Regions from separate parts of the Gossypium hirsutum genome. Here region 2 is linked to region 1. The links are chromatin contacts, called in public Hi-C maps. All regions are on one chromosome and are shown on one strand. The core of a region is the stretch at or near the end of the contact, and the rest is flanking DNA. Distances in the headings are between cores, read along the strand shown.

Region 1 (4,632 bases), core at 1,182-3,681:
AAGTTTTGAGACTTTTGAGAATAATGAGATTTTTAATAGAGAATGAGTTGCAAATGTAGTTATTTGAATTTTAAATATGTTGGAACATGACTTTTTAAAAAGTGATTTAAGACAATAATCTTTTGGTTTAGTGGCAAGAGTAATATGTTGTAGGCATGAGAGTTTGGTTTCGATTCTAAGCAACTATATTCCCCTCCCTCAATTATAAAAAAAAAGTGATTTAACAATTCCTTAACAATAATTATTTGATATATTGCCGAGATTTTTTTTAAAAATTTTAGAAACAAAGTTAAAAAAATTATCATATATCCTTAATTGATAATTAAAGAAAATTAAATAAATGAGACAGTTAGTGATCTTTTAACTATTTTTGAACCGCGAAAAACAGCAAATTTCACTTTTTGGAAGGTACCATAAAAAATTTCACTCAAAATAAGTTTAGTTTTGAGGTGATAAGTAGATCTTACTTAAAAACAATAGAAGAAAAAAAAAAGCGGCAGAATGCATAAACTTTCAATGATAAAAGTAATTTAATTAGGTCAAAATGAACCACAATGGAATGGTGAAAGAATTGATAATACAACTCCTGAATTCCAACTCTGAACCAGTATTTAATTTCACATGCACTAAATTTGACGTTGTTCTAAAGGCAAGAACGTGATTGTACACTTACGCCCAGAATTGGATGAAAGGAGACTTCTCAAAATTGTACTGCATGAATTTCTCGTTTAAGTACAGCGGGCAGTAAAAAAAAAACATGAATTTTATACTGTATTTTCTTTTTTTGAAAAAACAAAGTATAGAAAGTTGCAACTCTTTTAAGCCAATGAGAAAATTGAGGGTAAGTAGTTTTATAGTTGACTGACGACATGAGAGATATGGGTTCTCTTTCAGGTGAGTTTTCAATTGATGAGCTTACTTTTTATGGCAGTGAATGTTAAAGTTAATGATCTTTCACTACCTGAGCTGACAATTAAAAGTGAAAAGCTTTTCATTGGGGGCGAGAATCCTAGGAACTCTAGCTTATTATTAATAATTAAGATGACTTTAATTTGATCAGAGAATGTGTTACCGTGATGGTGATTGCAATGTCTCTTCTCTTGTTCAAAGAGTTAATTAATTCAATATTATATAATTAATATAAAAGTTTAAATACGAACTATTATTCTTTTTTTTTCTTTTATCATTTTAACCTTCAATTTTTAAAATTTAGTTAACTTATTTATTTTTGGACAAAAAAAAATTACTGAACTGTTAAAATTTTAATGGTATTAATATGACCACTAATATGTCAATCCATCTTATAAATCATAAAAATTTTAAAAAATAAAAATATTTAAAAATTAACAAAATTTAAAAAAGTTTGTAAATTTTTTAAAATTTTATCCATTTTATAGATAAAATTTTAAATAAATTGTCACATCAATACCATTAATATTTTAATAATTCAGTAATTTTTTTAATAAAAAACGAATAATTTAACTAAATTTCAAAAATAAAAGATCAAAATAACCCATAAAAAATAAATGTTAAAAAGCTAAATTTATGTATGAGTATCCAATGTCTTGTTGCACTTCACCATTTTTCTCTGGTCAAACTATTCTTTTCCTTTTAATTATATATACCAATTACTGTCTGTCAGTCACCTTGATTTTTTTTTAAGTTTATTTGGTTTTTAGGAATATATTAAAAAATTTCAAATTTTGGGAGAGAAATAAAGAAGTTTGAAGTCAGAAAGTGTAAATTTAGTAGTAGATTTCTTGTTTTATGTAATTTTGTAGTACAGTTTTGGTGAAGGGTTAGGGATGGTATGAGAGAAACTCAATTTGGCCCTACACAGTTAGGGAGCACTTGATTCAAATTCACACATTCATGCATTTGATTAGGACCCCACTGTTTTTTGTTTTGTTTCACAGATCAAAACAGTTTACTTTTTGGTAGGTTTCATATATATATATGTATTAAATTCAAAATTCTCATGCAGATAAACAATGGGTATTCTTTAAATTTGTAAAAAAGATAGAAATTAAATTAAATTTGTGAAAAAAATAGAAATTAAATTATGAAGTGTATACATGTACTCTACTAGTATTTATTTCATTTTTTGAAGCATTAAAGTAGGTGTTATGGCGGTTGGTTCTGTGTTCCTTGGCAATTTAATTGCTTTATCTTCAAACACTGGCATCCAACCACAAAAATATTAGCCCCAAAATTATGTAAAAAGAGAGAAAAAAAAATAAAGTGAAAAACGAAAAAAGACAAAGAGATATTTAATGTATGAATTGAGGAGTAGGACCCTCTTCTACCCTCTCTCATCATCTTCTCTTCTTTTTTCTTGTATTATTATTATGATTACCATAATTTTCTTTTTTATTTTTATTTTAATTAAGCTTACAGTGTGAAAGGAGACATTTTTTCAAATCTTGTGTCAATTATTATTTATGAAAACAGCTTGATATATACACATATCATATCTCCACTCCTTTTTTTTCTTTCACAGAAGAAGAAAAAAGAAAAGAGTGGTTGGTTTGTATAGTTTATGAAAAGGGAGGGTCAAATCACACAAGTTCCCTTTGTTTTGTTGTATTTGCAGGTACTTCACCTAATTAAAAACCCATTAAAGAGTAATTGAAGGTCACCCATTAATCTCTCTGATACTTTTACTTTTTCCGGTTTCAATTGGGGGGGGGAGTTGCAGAGATATTGAGTCTGACAATAAAGGACTAACTTACTGATAGATCATTAAAAAAAAATCATAAATTCCACAGATAGATACATCATATCTCTTTCTGTTTATTTAAATTATATGGTATTTTAGCTATAACTATATTAGCTTTTACTTGTCAAAATTTTAATTATTTTTTAAAGTTCTATTTTGCAGTGAAGATGATGATGAAGCACGTGTATACTCAAATTACCATCACACCAGGTACAAATCTTATTAACTGTTACTATAATCAATTCTCTCCCTCTCTCTCTCTCTGTTTCAATCTCTGTATTTCAGCCTTCTCTCTCTTATCTTTATATAAACACTAAAACTTTCTCCCCTATACTCCCTTTTTTTCCTTCCCTCACCCTCATCCTTTTCTTCATCTTCTCCTCCTATTATTCCCATGTCTTCAAGCTCTAGACTTGTTCCCAAACCTTGACGAGCCAGCCAATCATATTTACTTATATACATATATTAATTGTGGAGGATTATCACTCCTTTCCTTTCCACTGAATTCTCAGGATCCACTTGATCATCCCAAGATCATCAATACCCCATTTTTCCCAGAAAGTTCTGGAATGGGTTGATTTAAAGTCTGGGGATTTATTCTGGAGAATAAGGTAAAACATGTTTAGACTTTATTGATGTTATGGATGAATTTTTTTTCTTTTTCTAGTGCTTGTGATTATGAAAGTAGTATAATAATAATAATAATAATAATAATAAATTTGGTGTTTCTTTGATCTTTTCAGTGAAGAGAAAAAGTAGAAAACAATATTAGAATTAAGCAAAGAAAACAACATACGATGGCGACGTACTTTCATGGGAACCCTGAAATCCAAGCAAGTACTGACGGCCTTCAAACCCTTGTACTTATGAACCCTGCCTATGTTCAGTATTCCGATACCCCTCCACCACCCCCGGCCAGCAACCTCCTTTTCTTCAACCCTAACTCCCTCTCTCCGCCCCAAACTCAGCAACTCGTCGGCATCCCCCTCCCCGCTACCTCAGCTGCCAATCAAGGCCCTACCTCACACGATATCTCCCCCTTGCATGGCCTCGTCCAGCGCGTCCATTACAACATGTACAACCCTATTGACCCTTCCGGATCGGCGCGTGAAACTCCTCGCGCTCAACAAGGACTCTCTTTGACCCTTTCTTCCCAGCAGCAGCCGGGTTATGGATCCCAGGCTCAAGCAGTTTCAGGCGGGTCGGCTTCTTCGGGTTCAGGCGTGCACGATAGGGTGTCGGGTGTGCAAAGTGTGTTTTTGAGCTCTAAATACTTGAAGGCTGCTCAAGAGCTTCTTGATGAGGTTGTTAATGTTAACACTACTGGGATTACAAAGAGTGAATTATTGGCTAAGAAGGGTGGTGGTGGAAATAATCATAGCAATAGCAGTAGTAAGGCTATGGGAGAGTCGTCGGTGGTGGCCGGGGATGGCTCTGGTGGTGGGGAGGCAGGTGAGAAACACGTCGCAGAGCTGACCACGGCTGAGAAACAGGAAATTCAGATGAAGAAAGCTAAGCTAATTAACATGCTTGATGAGGTATGGAAATTAGATCATATATATATATGGAAAAAACTGGGATAGAAGCAAGTTCATAAGTTGTAACTCTACTATTTTAAGGTCTTTCTTTAGATTTCAATCCTTGAAGATTCTTTGTTTAATTAATTGAAAGCTCTAGTTTGTTATTAGACCTCAAATCCATGAAATTTACCAATTGGAGTACGTCAGTCAGGTTCTTGAATTCCAAACTTCTTCTAGACATCCAACGTAAGCTTATTGTTTAGGCACAACATATTGATATCAAATGGTTGTCTTTTTTATTTTTTATTTGGCAGGTGGAACAAAGGTATAGGCAATACCATCACCAGATGCAGATTGTAACATCCTCATTTGAGCAAGCAGCTGGAATTGGGT
Region 2 (4,632 bases), core at 601-3,100, 280 kb before region 1:
AATTTAAATTAATATCCATTTATTAATGAATTTTAAGTTATGACCTGCTTGAATGTTCACCTTTCTCAAGAACAGGGGCAAAATGCGAAATTAAATTATAATTTTTACGATAGTAAAAATATAATTTCACCATTTTAATAGCTTATATTTTTATAAATTTTAAAGGATTAAATCAAATTTTTATATTTTTAAGAGTTCAAAGTGCAATCTTACCTTAATTAATTTTAAATTTTAAAAATTTTAAAAGATTTAAATAATTTTTTTTCCATTTTGGGAGCTGACCCCTCCAGTCCCTAATTTTGCCCCTACTCAAAAATAGTTTAAGTACGAATCAAGAAAAAAAATCCATTTATCACTTCTCTTCTTTCTTTATTTAGTTACCAATAATTAATGTACCAATTATTATAAAAATATAAAAAATTTTGGTTTAGCTTGGGTGTCTTTCATTGCCTAGAGTTTCTTTTCTCATATTACATGACGTGGGTTAGTGCTTTGTTTGTTGATTTGCTATCTATGTAAAATTTGAGTTAGGTTATATGGAAATGATTGCATTTTATTAACTGATTTGAGTGTACAAATTAAAATAAAAAATCTCCACTAATGTAATATAAATTAGAATTATTAATGGAAATGGAAATTTTGAATTAAAAACTGTCAATTCATGCAAAGCAAAAAGTATTTTTAACGGGTGAAGAAATTTTAAGGATTTTTTTTTCTAAAATGAAATACGTGGGCTTAAATGAATAAAATAATAAATTTCTATAATACTAGTAACGAAAATTGTAATGACCTTTTTTGGCATAATCAAAATAAAAATAAAAATGCCCTAAAGATAAAGTGTTCAACTTATAAATTTACCCTAAAAAAGAGTAAAAAACTTAAAAAGGTTAAATTTTTTTTTAATTTATCATTTGATGGTTATATGAGAGACATGGATGATATATTTATCAATTCTAAATATAATGACAAAAATAATTCAAAAATTTTCAAAGAAGTTACTACTAGAATTACACATAATATAAGTAAAAAGAAATATAACTAGAATCAAATTATTGTAATACACAAACAAATTAAATCTAAATAGAATCCACGTAAAATAAAACTGATCAGTTTCATTAACCCATGTATATTTTATTTGCTTTGAAGAAAAATATAAGAATTCCTAAGAAAAAAAAACATTATGCACGATAAAAAAATGGGATCAAAAGTCAAATCATTCAAACAATTTTTTCTGATTAATTTGTTGGATGAATTTGTTGGATGATTTTTTAATGTTGTAAAATAAATGTTAAACGTAAGTAATAATTAATGAAAACAAGCATTTGGTATTATTTTGGGAATAAAATTAAGAAGTTAAAAGTTTAAATATGATTAAGTATAAATAAAATTGAGAACAAAAAGAATGACCTTGCTTAAATTCTTAAATATTCATCAAATCAAACAAATCACTAGTTTTTATTCAATGGATTATTAATGGTTATGTCATTGGGACAAAGCCAGAAAATTATTTTAGGAAGTCGAAACTAAATTATAATTTTTACGATAGTAAAAATATAATTTTTAAAAGATTAAATCAAAATTTTATCATTTTTAAGAGGAATTAAAGAACAATTTTACTTTTACTAAAAATTTTAAATTATAAAATTAAAAAAAGTTCATTTTAGAGGTCGAGATCCCTGTCAGCCCCCTTAAATTCCCCTTTTACATCATATAGATATAAGAATTAATTAGTAGTGTTGACACTCCTCTTTTAATATACAAACAAGTTGTGATAGACGACTAGTCATAACTGATAAGTTGTGAATTTTGGGGGGAAAAAGTGAAAATACAAAAACATGTAGGATACCACAAATGCCTGGGAATCTTATGAATGAAACAAGAAGAAGAAAACACAGGAAAATCTAGGGTCCATATCTCTTCCTTTATCAAACTTATCAAGTTTTGACTAATGGGCCAACCACAATGGGTATTTTGTCCATTGCCAACTTATCAGTCTTTTGGGTCATATCCTTTCAATAATATCTAATCAATCCTATTGCTTCCTTGACATAATTAACTGACAACAGAAGGATCAAACTTCAACATAGATAACTTTATGAAATTTATTAAACATTAAAATTTAAAAAAATCATCAAAAAAGTTGAAAGTATAGAAATTCTAAGAATATATTATTTTAATAAATGATTTTGTGTTACAAAGTTAGACAATGTAAATGAGATTGGGCCTTTGAAGTGGCAAATTGATATTTTTGAATTATTTATGAAAGTTATTAAATATGTATATAAGATACTATTGAGTGATGATAGATTTTTCATATTTAAATACAGATGTTGTATACAATGCAAAGGAACATAATGGGATACTAACCGAAAGATACATGGCATGATCTTGACATGGATTGTCTACACTTTTTGAGGCACTAGAGCTTCCAAAAGTCTTTGTATGATCATATAAATTAACAAGTTTACAAAAATTTCAAGCACAAGGAAAACCAAGTTGAATTTCTTTTTATTAAAACATAATTGATAATAAATGTTAAAATTAAAACTAATTGCAAATCCAACTTAATTAAGACCCAATCCTTAATGTATTTTAAGTTGAAATATTTTAGTTTTGAATTATAAGGATTCTAATAAAAGCCAGTTGTGTAATCTTTCATCTGGTGTTTTTTCTTTTAAAAAATTTATGAGATTAACAATACGTACTAAAATAAAACAATTAGTTTGGATGAAAAAATAAAACAAATCTTAAAACTTCTAATAGTTAAATAATCCAGAACAATTGATTAAATATTAGACTAAAGTTTATATGATAAAAGAGTTTTTTTGAACAATCTTATTATATGTTTTGATCGTATTTGTTTTATATATATATATATATACAAATGGTTAGAATTATCCATAACCCCTCCTCAACCCATAAATAAGAGAATAATGCAACCTACATCCTTCTGCATTGACAATAATATCCATATCAATCGAATTAAGACCCAATCAATATATAATAAAACTTTTAACTTATAATATATACAATTTTAAATTAAACTTATTTTAGTATTATCATACAGTTCAATGTAAATAAATCATTGGTGTTATAGTAAAAAGCTTGTGTTACTAAAAAAAAGAAAAAAAAAACTTGTGTTGATATTTAAGTTTTTAATTGAAATTTATTTTGGAATTTAATTCTTAAATAACATTGACCCTCTCTTCTTATAAGAAAAAAACAAACAAAAATTGTCGCTTTCCCATTTCATTTTCATACTACTTAGAGTCTTCGATAGGTTCAATTTTAAGGAAAATGAAAACAGAAAAAGTAATTTGAAACTCAATAAGTTAGAACTGATAAATATAAAATTCAGTTGAAAAGTATTTAATACAAAAAAATGATATTTATTTCTTTGCAATAGTTTGCAAAACTAGTATAACAATTTAGCAATTTTAATATCAACACTCGAATATTTAAAAGTATAATTGATAATGTTATAAATACCTTTCCAATTTAGAACTCACCACCATTGTCTTACCGTGGCACGATTTCGCTAGACGTTACTTTGTTAGCGGCATCACTTCATCAAGGTCGAGTTTCGTGAATACATACACATAACACTTGGAACTTATATGATCTATTTCACCAAAAACAGGTGTTAGGTCCTTCCTTGTATGACTCACACATGAGACCTCACTTACCCATTGCCACACTATCGTTGTCTATCTAGAGGCCTACTATGCTCCTCAAGTGGTTGGCTAAGATGAGACTCGAGTTGTACATGTGTCAAGACCCAAGGCTAAGAGAGGGTTACCTTGACGTATAAATACTTACCCTTAACCTTGGGAAAGCCTTATCTCTTTCCATTACACCTCCGCTATAAGAACATGACAACTTTACCCACGACTCTTGACACATTTTCCATCGTGTGAACTATCACCTTCTTACCCCATTCTAACTTGTCAACAACAATTGGTGCAAAGAGCATGGACTGCCATGGCTTTTCCCGATGAGAATGTACCTAAAACCCAATAACCTTCTACTTAATATGTCGGTCAGACTAGCAACCAACAAGTAACGCACCCTTACAACCCTTATGCTATGTTTATAAGGACTAGTTCCATTAGCACCACCATTGGCTTCAGCCCTCCACCAAATATTTTCCTAGTATTTACATATGAAGAACAAGCCACCTAAAATCTCCACTCCAATCTCCATTCTTCCTCTCAACAGTTTCTAGAATTACAAGCGTAAATGAGGACTCTTAAGGATCAAATACTCTAGCTAAATCTAAGGCATGAACAACAATACTAGTATTATCTAGACTAGCATCGTCAATATAATAAGACAATAATGAAATTAAAAGGGGGCCAATGTCCTCCACCTCATTTCCAAAACCAATAGGATGAAGCTACTTTCCATTAATGCCTAAGTTTAGGGGCGTAAACCATAAATGAAATATCACCCAAGACAAATTCATCCCTAACAACAAGCATTGTAAGATGAAATGGGAGCTTTAGATTGGGCCTCTTACTCAAATAATCCATTAGCACCTGATATAATAGGAATCGACCTCCCTACAACTCTTAAGTTCCACATAAAATATTTATGAGGAGAATAAGTCCTTGACTACTCATATAATGCAAT

What was found. A called contact is a pair of places that touch in the nucleus more often than the background predicts.
Region 2: a contact with region 1 is called in a Hi-C map of leaf, with 5 times the contacts expected there. The contact joins the enhancer-like site here to the promoter of LOC107899402 in region 1. A contact is called at or near these places in 12 of 34 Hi-C or Micro-C datasets (anther, callus, hypocotyl and 2 more).

Annotation. Positions count from the first base shown.
Region 1 is chrD04:32,600,319-32,604,950 of Gossypium_hirsutum_v2.1, reverse strand. It overlaps LOC107899402 (BEL1-like homeodomain protein 1), which reads left to right and starts at 2,431. Exons shown (of 7, transcript XM_041091301.1): 1 at 2,431-2,593; 2 at 2,882-2,929; 3 at 3,232-3,330; 4 at 3,463-4,257; 5 at 4,554-4,632. The coding sequence starts at 3,517.
Region 2 is chrD04:32,879,104-32,883,735 of Gossypium_hirsutum_v2.1, reverse strand. No RefSeq gene overlaps it. Among protein-coding and RNA genes, the nearest start is that of LOC121216606, 11 kb to the left of the region's middle. Within about 2 kb of position 1,850, at least 3 of the 9 cell types and tissues checked have an H3K27ac peak or open chromatin away from gene starts, as enhancers often do. A contact at or near this core is called in hypocotyl and leaf, where this site is marked.